Linked DNA regions of Mus musculus: region 1 is linked to region 2. Evidence: chromatin contacts called from public HiChIP or PLAC-seq data. All regions are on one chromosome and are shown on one strand. The core of a region is the stretch at or near the end of the contact, and the rest is flanking DNA. Distances in the headings are between cores, read along the strand shown. Region 1 overlaps Polk (polymerase (DNA directed), kappa). Region 2 overlaps Wdr41 (WD repeat domain 41).

Region 1 (6,311 bases), core at 256-2,755, 1.5 Mb before region 2:
CCTAGTTTATAACGATCAGGGCTTTGTTATTTGTATCGTTTCTATATGATACATGGACATAGAAAAAATAATTTAGGCTAAATTATTTTTGACCGCTTCCTCTTTTCAGTGCTCAGGACCTTGAGTTTGTAAGCAAGCCTTATGCCTCCGGCATATATCCTCAGCTCTTTTTACAAAGACTTAAAAAGTGAATTCAAGCCAAGTGTTTTGCATTTTGAAAACACAATGTTGCATCTGTGTTTTCATTCCCATTATATAAAACTGTGGACATATGGTTTCATTTATGAGTATGTAAAATAGTTTGAAAGAAACATGGAAAAATAATCTGTTAATGTCGGGGTTGTGACTTATCTTTAAAGTTTAAGATATAACTTATAATAAATAAAAATGAAAAGGGATCTTATGTTTATTAATAATTATTTGATTATTCATTTGAAGACTTAAATTTAGAGTAATCTCAATTCATTGTGTTTTAAATTGGTTGGTAAAAGAATAATTGCAGTTTACAATACCGCACAAGGTATCTAATCTGTTGATGAAAACATAAATACTTGAACATCTGGGAGTTGTAAAAAATACTAGTCTAATATATGTTTAGGTTTTCTCCGTATGGGGCTTGACTCTTCACAATATATTAGAAATGAAAACGTGCTCCACACAGGAGCTTGCTTAGCTCGGTGTCCCTTTCATGTTTCTTCCCCTTTGTCCCTTCCCACTGTCTGCTCCCTAGGGTTAGATTCATCAGGTTTGCTGGTAAATTCATTCAGACTACTTTGGTCAATATGCCACGTACTCATGATGTTGTTGGCATGCTTTTGTGTACATTTTAGAAGAAGCCCCCATCCTGAAACCTCTCCCTTAGAATTCCTTTTGAAACATTGCAAGTTTCCATCCTTCATTACCACCAAACACACAGGGTTTGCTTTGTGTTTTTAAGTGGTAATCTGACGAGTCAGCAATAGAATCGGCCTGGGAAGAATTTGAAGATTTCCAGAGAAAATGTTCTCTTCAACCACTGTCCCAAACCACAGGAACCAAGAATTCTTTCCTTTGAGCTGCACACGTCTGTTTTATTTCGTTTTGCAGAAGAGGTTGTCCTTTAGTCTGTGCACTGGGAATTGTGCGTTTCCGTTTGCTTCGTAGTGAACCAGACTGTATCGTGTCATTTCAGGCTATAAAAATGTTGACCATCGTTCTTTTCAAGGTTGCAGTTGCATCCATTCATCTGGTTTATTCTACTTGTGATGAGGCTTAGCAATCATAGCATAAATACTAATTTGAGTACAAACAAAACCCACCTGTGTTCTCTGTGAGCTTTCAGTTTTCCTTGGGGATGCTTGCCTGGGCCCTTTTGTAGCCTTTACCTAGAGAGAAGTAAGACTTATAGTAAACCGCACAGCTCTGGAAGTTTGGCTTAGGATTCATAACAGCAGCAAGAATAACTAACTGAGAGCTTATCACATATTGGGTACCATGCTGAGCCCTTAACAGTATCTGCTGATCAAACGAAGCCACTTGAAATAAGGCTCACTACTTCCTGCAAAAATAGGGAAGTCATTATACTTGTAATGTTATATGAACATCTTCACCAGAAATTTCTAGATATACTCACTGAAGAAACAACAAGAAGAGGACGACCAGAACTAATGAGAGATTTAAGAAACCTTGAAGAGTTAGGTAAATATTCATAAAAATGCAAAAGCAGACTCACTACAGTAACATAGATGATAATGTCAAAAAAAAAAAATTCCTGGAGATTCAGACACTAAAACTCGTGAGTTTTTACTCATTCGCCACACTGTCTTGTCCTGACAGACATTGGAGGTGGGCGCCTTCTAAGGAGGAAGGGTTTATTTCAGCTCACAGTTCTGGAGAGTCAAGTCCATGATTGGTGAAGAACTGTGGTGAAGAACTGATGGAAGCATCATGATGCCCCACCCCCAAGGACCTGCCGTTAGAGCCCCATCCTTTAAAAGTTACACCACTCCTCACATCACTACCTTAGAGACTAAGCCTTTAGAGAATATTTAGGACACAATGTATAACTATTAGCTTGGTCTGATAACTTTGTCTTTGATGTAGAAATAATCAAAAAGATGTGGTTTCAATTGAAAACTAGGAGGTCAGGGTTTGCTGCCCTCAGTGAGAAGGCAACGTTTCAACAAAGGCTTGAAACAGATGTGAAAATTTAACCAAGATGCTATCTGATGTACATGAAGTCCCATGCAGGACAAGACAGTGCCAAAGGTCTCCAGACTAGAATGTCACAGGCTGCACTGAGAACCAGCAAGGAGGACACTGTGGCTAGAGAGCCGTGAAAGAGGAGGCAAGGGTCAGACAACTGTGCTAGTTGAGACGCAGCAAGGGCCTAGATTCTTAACTGTCTTTGTACCTTGTAGGTGTTCTGTTTGTTTGTTTGTTTTTGAGACAGCATCTTATTGTGTATTCATGGCTGTCCTGGAACTCAATGTGTAGATCAAATTAGCTTTGAACTCACAAATCCACCCGCCTCTGTCTCCTCAGCACTGGGATCAAAGGTGTTGCACCACCACACCCAGCAGATCTAGATCCTTTGGAGCCAGGGAAGTCATTTTAAGGATTTTAGACTTTACTCTGAAATGAGATAGAATAGCATTGTACACTATGCAGCCAAAAAGTGCTATGATCTAATTTGTGTCTTTAAAGGATCAGTTGGGACGCTGAGGATAGAACACTGGGCCTGAGGACCATAGTTCAGATCCCTAGAACCCACATGAAAAGCCAGCAAGGTGTTAGCTAGCGTTGGTGCTCATCTGTGATCCCGGCGCTCAGAAAACAAAGACAGGCTCCCCACCCCCGCTAGCTGACTAGTTAAACTAGTTAGAGTTGATGAGCTCCAGCTTCCTCTAGAGACCGTGCCTCAGTCTAAAGTGAGAGCCATGAGAAAAATACCTAACGTCAGCTTCAGCCTCCACAAAATGCAAGCACGTGCACGAGCACGTGCACGCACGCACGAAAACACGCACGCACACGCACGCCTGCATGCACATTTCTCTTGCAGGGAGGAAGGTGGAAAAGAAACAAATAGATTAGTTGGACTTCCGAGTTGATAATCAAACTGCAGGAGAGCAGAGGCAGAATCAGAGCACGTGTTGTAGTCATCCAGGCCCGAGATTAATGGTGGTTCCCATTGCTGTGTCAGCAGTGAGGGAAGTGAGACTCAGTTACACTCAGGATGCGTGGTGAGAGTCTGCAGGACTTCCTGATCGTTTGGATATGGATGTGTGAAAAAGAAAGGATCCCGAGTGACTCCCATGCCCTGTGCTCGGGCTCACCTGGAAGGAGAAAAGGAGCTGGTGGGGCTGGCCTGGTTAGGTTTTTAGAAACATTTCTATTGAATAGTTTTGTACATGTATGAAATGGATTTGGGTCATGTTCACCCGCTCTTACCCTCTCGTGTATCCGTCTCATTCTCTCCGACTACTGCTGTCTTCCCTGCAAGTCTCTCCCCTGCTTTTTTGGACATACTGAAACTTAAGGTGCCAGGCAGGCATGGAGCTAGCACTATTAACCTGGAAGCCATTGGCATATAAACCACACTGAGTGTGTCCTGATGAAAATGAGGGCATCAGCAGGCAGGGAGGTAACTGTAAACCAACTTTACCTTTCTCACAATATTGTCGACAGCTCAGTTCTGATACAGTTAAGAAGCCAAATCAATTCTGAAGGTTTGGCCAGCTAACAAATATAAATAAGTTAATATGTAAAGTATATGTAAAAGCATTCATATTCATTCAATATGTTTCTTTTCACGCACTTTAACATGTAAAGGGCAAAGCAAATGGAGGGATTCTCCTGGATTGTTATGGTATGTTATTATAATTGAATTACATTTGCCTGCTTTCCTAGAACAATGTCAAGAAACAGAATTGCTGAAGTAAAATATTAGACTGAATGTAACAGTTAAGGGAAAAGAGTTCTAATGCAGACCATTAGAGATAACAGCCTCCCTTTTCCTGAATCTTGGGAGGACATTGAAAGCACGTGCCTATCTCAACGCTGTTATCCAAATCTCCCAGGCGTATTTTGTATGGCTTGAGACTTGAGGATCAAGATTTGTGTAAAGATCTCCAGTGAGGTGCAATACATAGCAATGTTTGAGAGTAAATAGTATATACTTCTTTGTTTTAGATAGTGTGTTGCCATGTAGCCCTAACAGGCCTAGAACTTGTAAAGCCTCCTGCTTCAGCCTCCCAGATGGTGGGATTAGAGGAGGCCTGCACAATGCACCAGAATTTTACCTCTCTAATGGAACTACCCTTCTAAGTCAGAGTACTAAAATTTCCTCTAAAGGATTCCTTCACCTCCAGCAGAAAGACAGGGCAACAAGCGAATTATGGGGTTGCCACCCCACACTCAAAACTCTGACCCATAATTGTTCCTGTTTGAAAGAACTGCAGGAATGGAAATGGAGAGGAGCCTGAGGAAAAGAAGGTTCAGCCACAGGCCCAAAGGGAGATCCAGCTCAAGGGGAGGTCCCAAGGCCTGACACTATTACTGAGGCTATGGAGTGCTCACAAAAAGGGACCTAGCATGACCGCACTCCGAAAGACCCAACAAGCAGCTGAAAGAGTCAGATGCAGATATTTACATCTCACCAATGGACAGAAGCTGCTGACCCCTGTGGTTGAATTAGGGAGAAGCTGGAAGAAGCTGAGGAGGAGGGTGACCCTGTAGGAGGACCAGCAGTCTCAATTAACCTGGACCCCCGAGATCTCTCAGATACTGGATCACCAACCAAGCGTACACCAGCTGATATGAGGCCCCCAACACATATACAGCTGAGGACTGCTGGGTCTGGGTTCAATCAGAGAAGATGCACCTAACTCTCCAGAGAATGCAGGCCCCAGGAAGTTTAGAGGTCTGGTAGGGTGGGGAGATGGGAACATCCTAGAGGAGCAGGGGAGAGGTATGGAATGTGGAACAGTTGGAGGATGGACAGGGAGGGGAATAAAATCTGGGGTGTAAAAAAAGATTAAATAAAAAGAAGAAATATTAAAAAAGAAAAGAAAAGAAAATATTTTGTATTTTTTCTAGTCATACCCAGGATGGGAGCAGCATTATTAAGAACAACTTCAAATTCACAGAGGCTATTTTCATTGTCGTAGGTACATGGCTGCTGTTCACCTAGCCATTTATTTGTAGTATAAGTGAACCCTGATCTGGAGGTAACTGACGGCAAGGGAGCTTCATTAGAGTTGAGTACAGAGACTTGGATGCCATCCCAATTCCTCAGCTCACCAGCTGAGTTATAATACAGAATGCATATAACTAGCTTAGGTTTGGAATTTTTTCCCTTCCTGATAAATAACCAGAGAGAATAATCCTGAGAATTATTAAATCTGTTGTGGAGGTTGTTATATAGTTTTATGTATATATTTTTGGATAAAACTTTTTTTTGTTTGTTTGTTTTTTTGTTTTTTTCGAGACAGGGTTTCTCTGTGTAGCCCTGGCTGTCCTGGAACTCACTCTGTAGACCAGGCTGGCCTCGAACTCAGAAACCCATCTGCCTCTGCCTCCCAAGTGCTGGGATCAAAGGCGTGCGCCACCCCCCCCCCCCCCCCCGCTGAATAAAACTTTTAAAAATTTATTATTGTGTGTGTCTGATGTATGTGTGTCTGTCTGTCTGTGCATCTATCTGTGTTAAACTGGTACAAGCATGCCACAGAGCATGTGTGGAGGTCAAAGAGCAACTTTTGGAAGTTGGTTCTCTGCGTCCACTGTGGGAACTGGAGTTTGAACTCAGGCTCTCAGGCTTGCACGACATGCATCTTATCCACTGAGCTGTATTGCTAGCTTATGTGTATGGTTTTATATAGACTGGTCTTCATTGTCGGACTCAAGTGTTTCTCCTGCCTGAACCTTTCATGGCTTTTCTTAGCTTTAAAAGTTGTATAACATTGCCATGTAATCACTTCCTGGGTGTGAATGGATTTTTTTCCCTATAGTTTTGTTACTAGAATTGAGCTCTCTATATATTTTATAGGATGGCAACAGATGTTGGCATGTGTGTATACTAGAGAACTGTTGGCATGTATGATAGTGTTATTTTACATTTGTTCTCTATCTAGTGAGTAAAAATTTGCGGTTTAACAAGAGCACCAAGTTTATAAATGAAGCACAACTACAGCTAAAATCACATACTGACACAGTGATAGTGGTTGACTTCAGTAGTCCCCACCCTCACCTGCAAACAGGCCATCCAGACAAAAACTAAACAAATAAATGCTGAAGTTAAATGTCATAAATCAAATAGACCTGTATTTACAGAT
Region 2 (6,605 bases), core at 2,191-4,690:
ACACAAGAACTAACGAAATGCTAACAGCCCAGTCTGTGATCCTCTCCTGACATCTGATGTCATACTCACTCACCGACATTGATACAGGTAGAGCCACTTGTGAAGAATGCTAGAATATTACAAGCATTGGAATTCACGGCCTACGATGAAGTACCAAGTACCAAATAGTTCCTTAGGATAGTTTTGCCTTAGTCTATTGGCCATGCCAAACTAGGAGGCTTGAGCCAGGCTCTCCTGTCTCAAAGCTTAGAGTAACACTAATCTAAACCACTATTATAACAGTAATTCTGAAATGCTAGAGTTGGAAATTCTGAAACCCTACATAACATGAATGTACACAATGAGCTTACCATTGATGTTAGCCAATGACAGAATATTGTCCTGGTGATCAAGAAGGCGTTTAACTTCAATAATATCCCATTCCGGCAATTCTTCTGTGGGTGTCACAAGCCTAAAAATTACTAAAAGACAGTCATTTTACTAAAATGTCCAAAAACCATCTTTCTGCTCAAAAAGCATTAAGTGAAAAATATATGTTGCATGGGAAAAAAAAAATCTCCACAAAGAACCTGTTTACACCAGCTTAGACCATTTCTTCCAAAGGCTTGAGATGTGTAAAATATGCACAAAAACCCTAAGGCAGGGTTTTCTTCACCTTGCTTCCTTTGTTGACTTCCAAACCCACTACCAAACCCTGCTGCCTCCTCAGTCTCCACTGTATGTCAGGAATACCACTCGGTTCCTGCCCAGGCCAGTGACTGGCCACCACCAACCCCTGCTCTGTCCCTCTGCCCCGCCTCCCCAGTCATTTCCACTATCAGTTCTCTCTCCTTGTGTGTCCAGGCCAGTAAGCACTGCCACAAGATAAGCTACAAATTCATGGCCTTCAACTCAGTAAAGGCTTCAACAACTATCAAAAAAAAAAAAAAAAAAAGCTGTTAAAAATAAGAGCCCAAAGTGAAAACAACTTTTCATATTTTTGGTATACTATTCAATTATAAATTCTCTGAGAATATAGCTTTTAATTTCATGACTATAGACGTTGAATATGTTCCTTGATTTATTATATGACTTCAAAAATAGTTTTATTTAAACTGTAAGTCCTAATTTTAATCAACACATAAAACTTAAAATAAAATAAAATCAAGTGGTTCTCTTAACCAACATTTACAAAACATCTATGACACTCTAGGAGTTCCAGCTACCACATGTGACCAGGCCCAGTTACCGCTACCAAATGCCCAGAGTCTGCAGCAGACAGAAGGCCTGTGGGCAGGCTGACACCAGTGCATACGCGCTCTGATGAGCCACGGGAGACAGAGCTGTGGATGCTCAGAGACAAGCCCGCCTCATACAGAAAGTGCTGAGGGCTCACATCCTCCCCGGGTGGCACTAATCGACTCTCCATGACTTTCTTCTCCTCACATCCCTCTCTGGAAAATACATCATGACACATTTCTACCTGTATCTCTGACAATATTTTGCCAACAGTCAAAGACTCTACAAGATTATTAAATTCTAATAGTCTTTTACATTCAAAGTGTGGCTGTCAGCAAGTCTCCCAGCTGATATCAAAGAGAACTCTTCTTAATGTGAATAAACTTTAAGTGGAAACACTTACTGCTGAGAGATTTTAGAAAAGGAAATAGATTGTTTAATCAAACTAACAGAAGACGGTAATATTGTAATATGTTGACAAGAAGAAGTCTGATCTAACACTTTGAAAATGGTTTACCCTGTGTCATTTCAACAACATCAAAGACCAGAGCTAGGGCAGAGGCAGACATCTCTGAAATAAAACCGCTTCTGTCTTCCTGGTATACGTGTATGTATACATTCATGTAGCCTTGTAGCCATGTATAGATATGTACTCACTCAATTCTCTGCCCACTGCTGCGGCGACACAGTTCCCAGGGATTTCAACCAAAGCACTGATCCCTTCCGGAAAAAAAAAAGATATAAAACAAGGAAATCATTTTCTACCATGGCTTACGTCAAAAACAAAACTTTCTTAACTTGATATTAGTCATTTCCCATAAAACATACTTAGAACATGCTATATGAACACTTCCTTTCTTGCTCACACATGGAAACTGAGTTTTGAGTAAGTTTCGGTACCTTTGGAAGACACTTTGGACACATTACCAGGCTCTGAGTATTGCTCCTGCAGTGCTAACGTGGTATACTCAACACTCCCGTATAGTACCAGGCACCCCTTAGGCCAAGCACCACAACCACCATTTGATGGCTACTTCAGTGAGCTATGAAACCGTGGTTTTCCCTCCATGTAAATTCAAGACTATGCATGTTCCCTGGCACTAGGTAAGATGGTATAGCAATGCAAAAGATATCTGGCCTCCGTGCTGTTTGCTGACACAACCCTTAAAATCCTTTAAGTCTCTGGACCCTGTGTTTTAACGAGATGACTCGCTCTGGCCAGTCACTGGTGGTTCTGGGATGAGAGCTGCTCATTAGAAGGACCAAGATAGGAGGGCAAGGTTGGCACTTTCAGCCTTACCCCTTGACCTCCAAGCAGAGAGTGGCAGAAAGTAATGTTGGTCACTAGTAACCAATGGCTTAATTGACCATATCTCCATAATAAAGCCTCCATTAAAAAAAAATAACCCAGGATTTAGATGGATTCAGTAAAGCTGGACATACGACAGTTCCTGCAGGGAGCACACTTAGGGAGTATAGAGTCTCTGTGCCCCGGCCTCCCACCTTGCCCTTGGTATTTCTTCTTCGGTGCTCTTGTAATAGAACTAAAGTGGGCAGATGTGTTTCCCTTAGTTCTGTAAGCCACTCTAGCAAGCTGAATCATGATTTATAATCAGGGTGTCAAAAATATAAGAAAGAGAGAGAGAGAGAGAGAGAGAGAGAGAGAGAGAGAGAGAGAGAGAGAGAGAGACTGAAATGATGACGTAGGGAACTACCTTGAGGACCGAGCTTTTAGACTGTGAGACTGGACACTACCTCCAGGTAGACAGCGTCAGCCTGAGCAGGTCAGAGGACACCAAGTTGGCTGTCTACCTGCTCCTGCAACAATGACTGTCAGAGCATTTGCATGAGAGCGCAGAGGAAGTGACTGTCCTGTGCAGAGCCAGTCAGTCCTATCTCAACACCCTCTGTCAAGGCTAAGAAGTGGCCTGCAAACAGCGAGGTTACGGCTAATTAGTGCTAATTAGTTCCGAGATGACAGGTGTTAAGATGACTTTAAACCTCCACACCACTTATCACGTGCAGAGTGTTTCGTATGTGGGGTTTGGTTACTGTGGCTGCTGTTGTCTTGCTATATGGCTTACCACAGTCCCTGTCAGCTTCCTGAGTAGCTGTTCGGGACACTGTGCTTGGCCTTAAGCACACAGTAATGAATATCTTTTCAGAGCTAGATCATAAAATGGTTTCAGGCTAACCACAGCTTCAAGCATTAAAAGGTTGAAATACTGGAACGTGTTAACAAAAAAATTATTTAACAAAGTTAGTCTTCCCGCTTTGCTATGTGATATATGTAATGTGTCATATGCAAATGCAGATGCCCCACTCACTGGTGTTCCTTCCTGACAGTCATAGCCTAGAAGCACTGCTGCGATGCCTGCACTAAGTTCTCCTTGTGGGCATAAGTGTGATTTGTGTCCACATGGAATAGATGGAAGAAACGTGAGAGAGCACGAGATGGACGTGGAAGAGGCAGGAGAGTGGTTTTGCATGTCTCACTCATAGCCCAGGCTAGCTTTCAACTTATGAAAATCTTCCTTCTTCAAGAAGAATTTTAAATGCAGGAAATGTTCCCTAAAGCACCAGTCAGTTGGCTCAGTGGATAAGGTGCTTGCCACCAAGCCTGGGAACCTGAGGACCCACACCATGGAAGACAAGGATTCTCACTGGTTATCCTCTGACCTTCATACATGTGTCATACATCGTCTATGCCCTACACACACACACACACACACACACACACGCGCGCGCGCGCTACACATATACATGAACACACACAATACACACATATATGTGCACACACATATATAAAAATACACCAACCAAACCGTGGAATACTAACTGGTCACGATTCTGCTATCCCACACTTGGGTATGGGTCTGTACTGAAAGTACACAAAGGTTATCATGTACTCTATGTGCATCCATGTTCACTGTGACACTATTTAAAAAAGGGAGGTAATGGAATCAAGCCTGTGTGTTCATCAATGGATGAATGGATGAAGATGGTATGTACACACGCATACACACAGTGATGATGTGATATGCATATCCGCACAGTGGAGTATTATCAGCCATAGAGAGCAAAATCCTATCATTTTCAAGAAAAGAGATGAAACAGAAGATCACCATCAGACATAAAATAAGCCGCATGTGAGAAGGCAATGCTTTCTCCCATCTGTGGAGGAAGGGTGACTTGTCAGGAGGAGAAGGCTAATGAGGATGACAGGACCGGTGGCTACCCTCCAAACACACTGCATCTACATATAAAAACACCACACTGAGCTGGGCGGTGGTGGCACACGCCTTTAATCCCAGCACTTGGGAGGCAGAGGCAGGTGGACTTCTGAGTTTGAGGCCAGCCTGGTCTACAGAGTGAGTTCCAGGATAGCCAGGGCTATACAGAGAAACCGTGTCTCAAAAAAATGAAAAAAAAAAAAAAAAAACCACACACACACACACTGAAACCCAAGTCTTGGCATGAATAAGATACACACATGAGTGTAAATGTTCACTAAATTATTTGTCACGTGAAAATACTCATCAAATATGGCTACCTATAATCAACAGCAACAACACAAAGGAAATCCCCATGGACCTGTATATTGTGATTATGTCTCTTTAAAGACCCAGCTGTGTCATTTACAGCCTATCAGCTGTGTCTCACAGCTACCCTGGCTGGTTTTTACCTGTGTCGGATAGGTGGCTGGTTTTACACAGCAGATCTAACTTTCGGTTCCACACGCCTAGGTCACTACCGCCTGACAGCCAAATGTCCAGTCTCTGAAGAACGGTCAAGCACTGCCAAGCATTTGAAACAGATCATTAGTTTAGAAAGTCTAGTGGTGTTCGGTGGTTTTAATTTATGCCCGCAAGTTCTCTGAAGTCCCTCCATTTGATAAGCAGTTTGGTTTTCTTCTTGCTGACTATGGACTCTAAGTGACCACCATCTCACGAATATGGAGAAGAGGTGATTTCTAAGGCAGTCGGAGGAGATGCTGGGACTTCCCTGTTCTCCTAGATCACTGCCTCAAGGTAACACTAAAGCTGTCCACACAGCTTTAATGTCACCTTTAGGCCTGTGAGCACTACAGCACAGTAGTGCACCAAGCCACATTGAGCCTCTGAGTAGGTTTTTCAACCCAGACAAGCCTTTTGGGGACAGAGAGTCAGGAGACCCTGAGCCAGTACCACTTGGCTGAGAGGTTCTCTATTCCTGTCCACACACAATGGATGTTTATCATTGCTCTAAGCCACTAAGATTTCAGATAACTTGAGAACCACTGATAGACAACTTCTATATAATCCTTAAATGCCTTATAAAAATAAAACAGAAAACATGATACTTACTTTTAATTTTTAAACTCTGACCATAACTGTTCCTGTCTGAAAGAACTGCAGGGATGGAAATGGAGAGGAGCCTGAGGAAAAGAAGGCCCAGCCACAGGCCCAAAGGGAGATCCAGCTCAAGGGGAGGTTCCAAGGCCTGACACTATTACTGAGGCTATGGAGCACTCACAAAAAGGGACCTAGCATGACCGCACTCCGAAAGACCCAACAAGCAGCTGAAAGAGTCAGATGCAGGTATTTGCACCCAACCAATGGACAGAAGCTGCTGACCCCTGTGGTTGAATTAGGGAGAAGCTGGAAGAAGCTGAGGAGGACGAGGGTGACCCTGTAGGAGGACCAGCAGCCTCAATTAACCTGGACCCCCGAGATCTCTCAGATACTGGACCACCAAACAGGCAGCATGTACCAGCTGATATGAGGCCCCAACACATACGTAGCAGAGAACTACCAGGTCTGGGTTTAGTCAGAGAAGATGCACCTAACCCTCAGGAGACTGGAGGACCCGGGGAGTTTAGAGTCTGGTTGGGTGGGGACATCCTCGTGGAGACAGGGGGTTGGGGAGAAGGTATGGGATGTGGACCAGTCGGAGGGGAATAAAATCTGGACTTTAAAATAAATAAATAATTTTAAAAATTTTTTTCAATTAATTCTTAATAATTCTGTATGATAGACTTAAAGTGTTTCCAAGAAGTAGAATTCTTTACTTTGTGTGGTACCTTAGGGTCCCTCTCTTCAAGAGTCATGTCCTCACAGCTTGCTCAAGTAAGCTGAGTGGTAACAAGGACAGAGACTGAATTAGAAAGAAGGGAGGGCTTGCCTTGGCTCAGAATTAGGCTACTTTAAAACAGATGAGAGAGGAAGTTGAAGGCAATCAAATGCAGTGTGTGCTTCAGGAGTCTACCTTGCCTGGCCTCCGGGCTTCTGCGTGAGCCCTTTATTCTGTCTACTGATGACTGACAATCTATTGTGTGGATACACACATGTGTTTATCCATTCACTAGCTGGTGGGTACTTTAGTTTATTTCTCCTTTTTAGCTACTA

Evidence for each region. HiChIP or PLAC-seq counts read pairs in DNA pulled down with a chosen protein or histone mark.
Region 1: an H3K27ac HiChIP or PLAC-seq map of the HPC-7 cell line shows a contact between it and region 2, with 11 times the contacts expected there. The contact joins two enhancer-like sites. A contact is called at or near these places in 7 of 484 Hi-C or Micro-C datasets (the C2C12 cell line, the G1E-ER4 cell line, embryonic stem cells and 1 more) and 3 of 115 datasets of contacts at active chromatin or transcription factors (the HPC-7 cell line, embryonic stem cells and stem cell-derived neural progenitor cells).

Annotation. Positions count from the first base shown.
Region 1 is chr13:96,524,940-96,531,250 of GRCm38.p6, reverse strand. The region is part of intron 1 of Polk (polymerase (DNA directed), kappa); the gene reads left to right. Among named protein-coding and RNA genes, the nearest start is that of Polk, 14 kb to the left of the region's middle. Within about 2 kb of position 1,505, at least 17 of the 459 cell types and tissues checked have an H3K27ac peak or open chromatin away from gene starts, as enhancers often do. A contact at or near this core is called in the HPC-7 cell line, where this site is marked.
Region 2 is chr13:95,004,141-95,010,745 of GRCm38.p6, reverse strand. It overlaps Wdr41 (WD repeat domain 41), which reads right to left. Exons shown (of 14, transcript NM_172590.3): 7 at 4,904-5,015; 8 at 1,876-1,938; 9 at 351-461. Gm48350 (endochitinase A-like) reads left to right here. Exons shown (of 2, transcript XM_030247537.1): 2 at 1-100. Among named protein-coding and RNA genes, the nearest start is that of Gm48350, 7.4 kb to the left of the region's middle. Within about 2 kb of position 3,440, at least 24 of the 459 cell types and tissues checked have an H3K27ac peak or open chromatin away from gene starts, as enhancers often do. A contact at or near this core is called in the HPC-7 cell line, where this site is marked.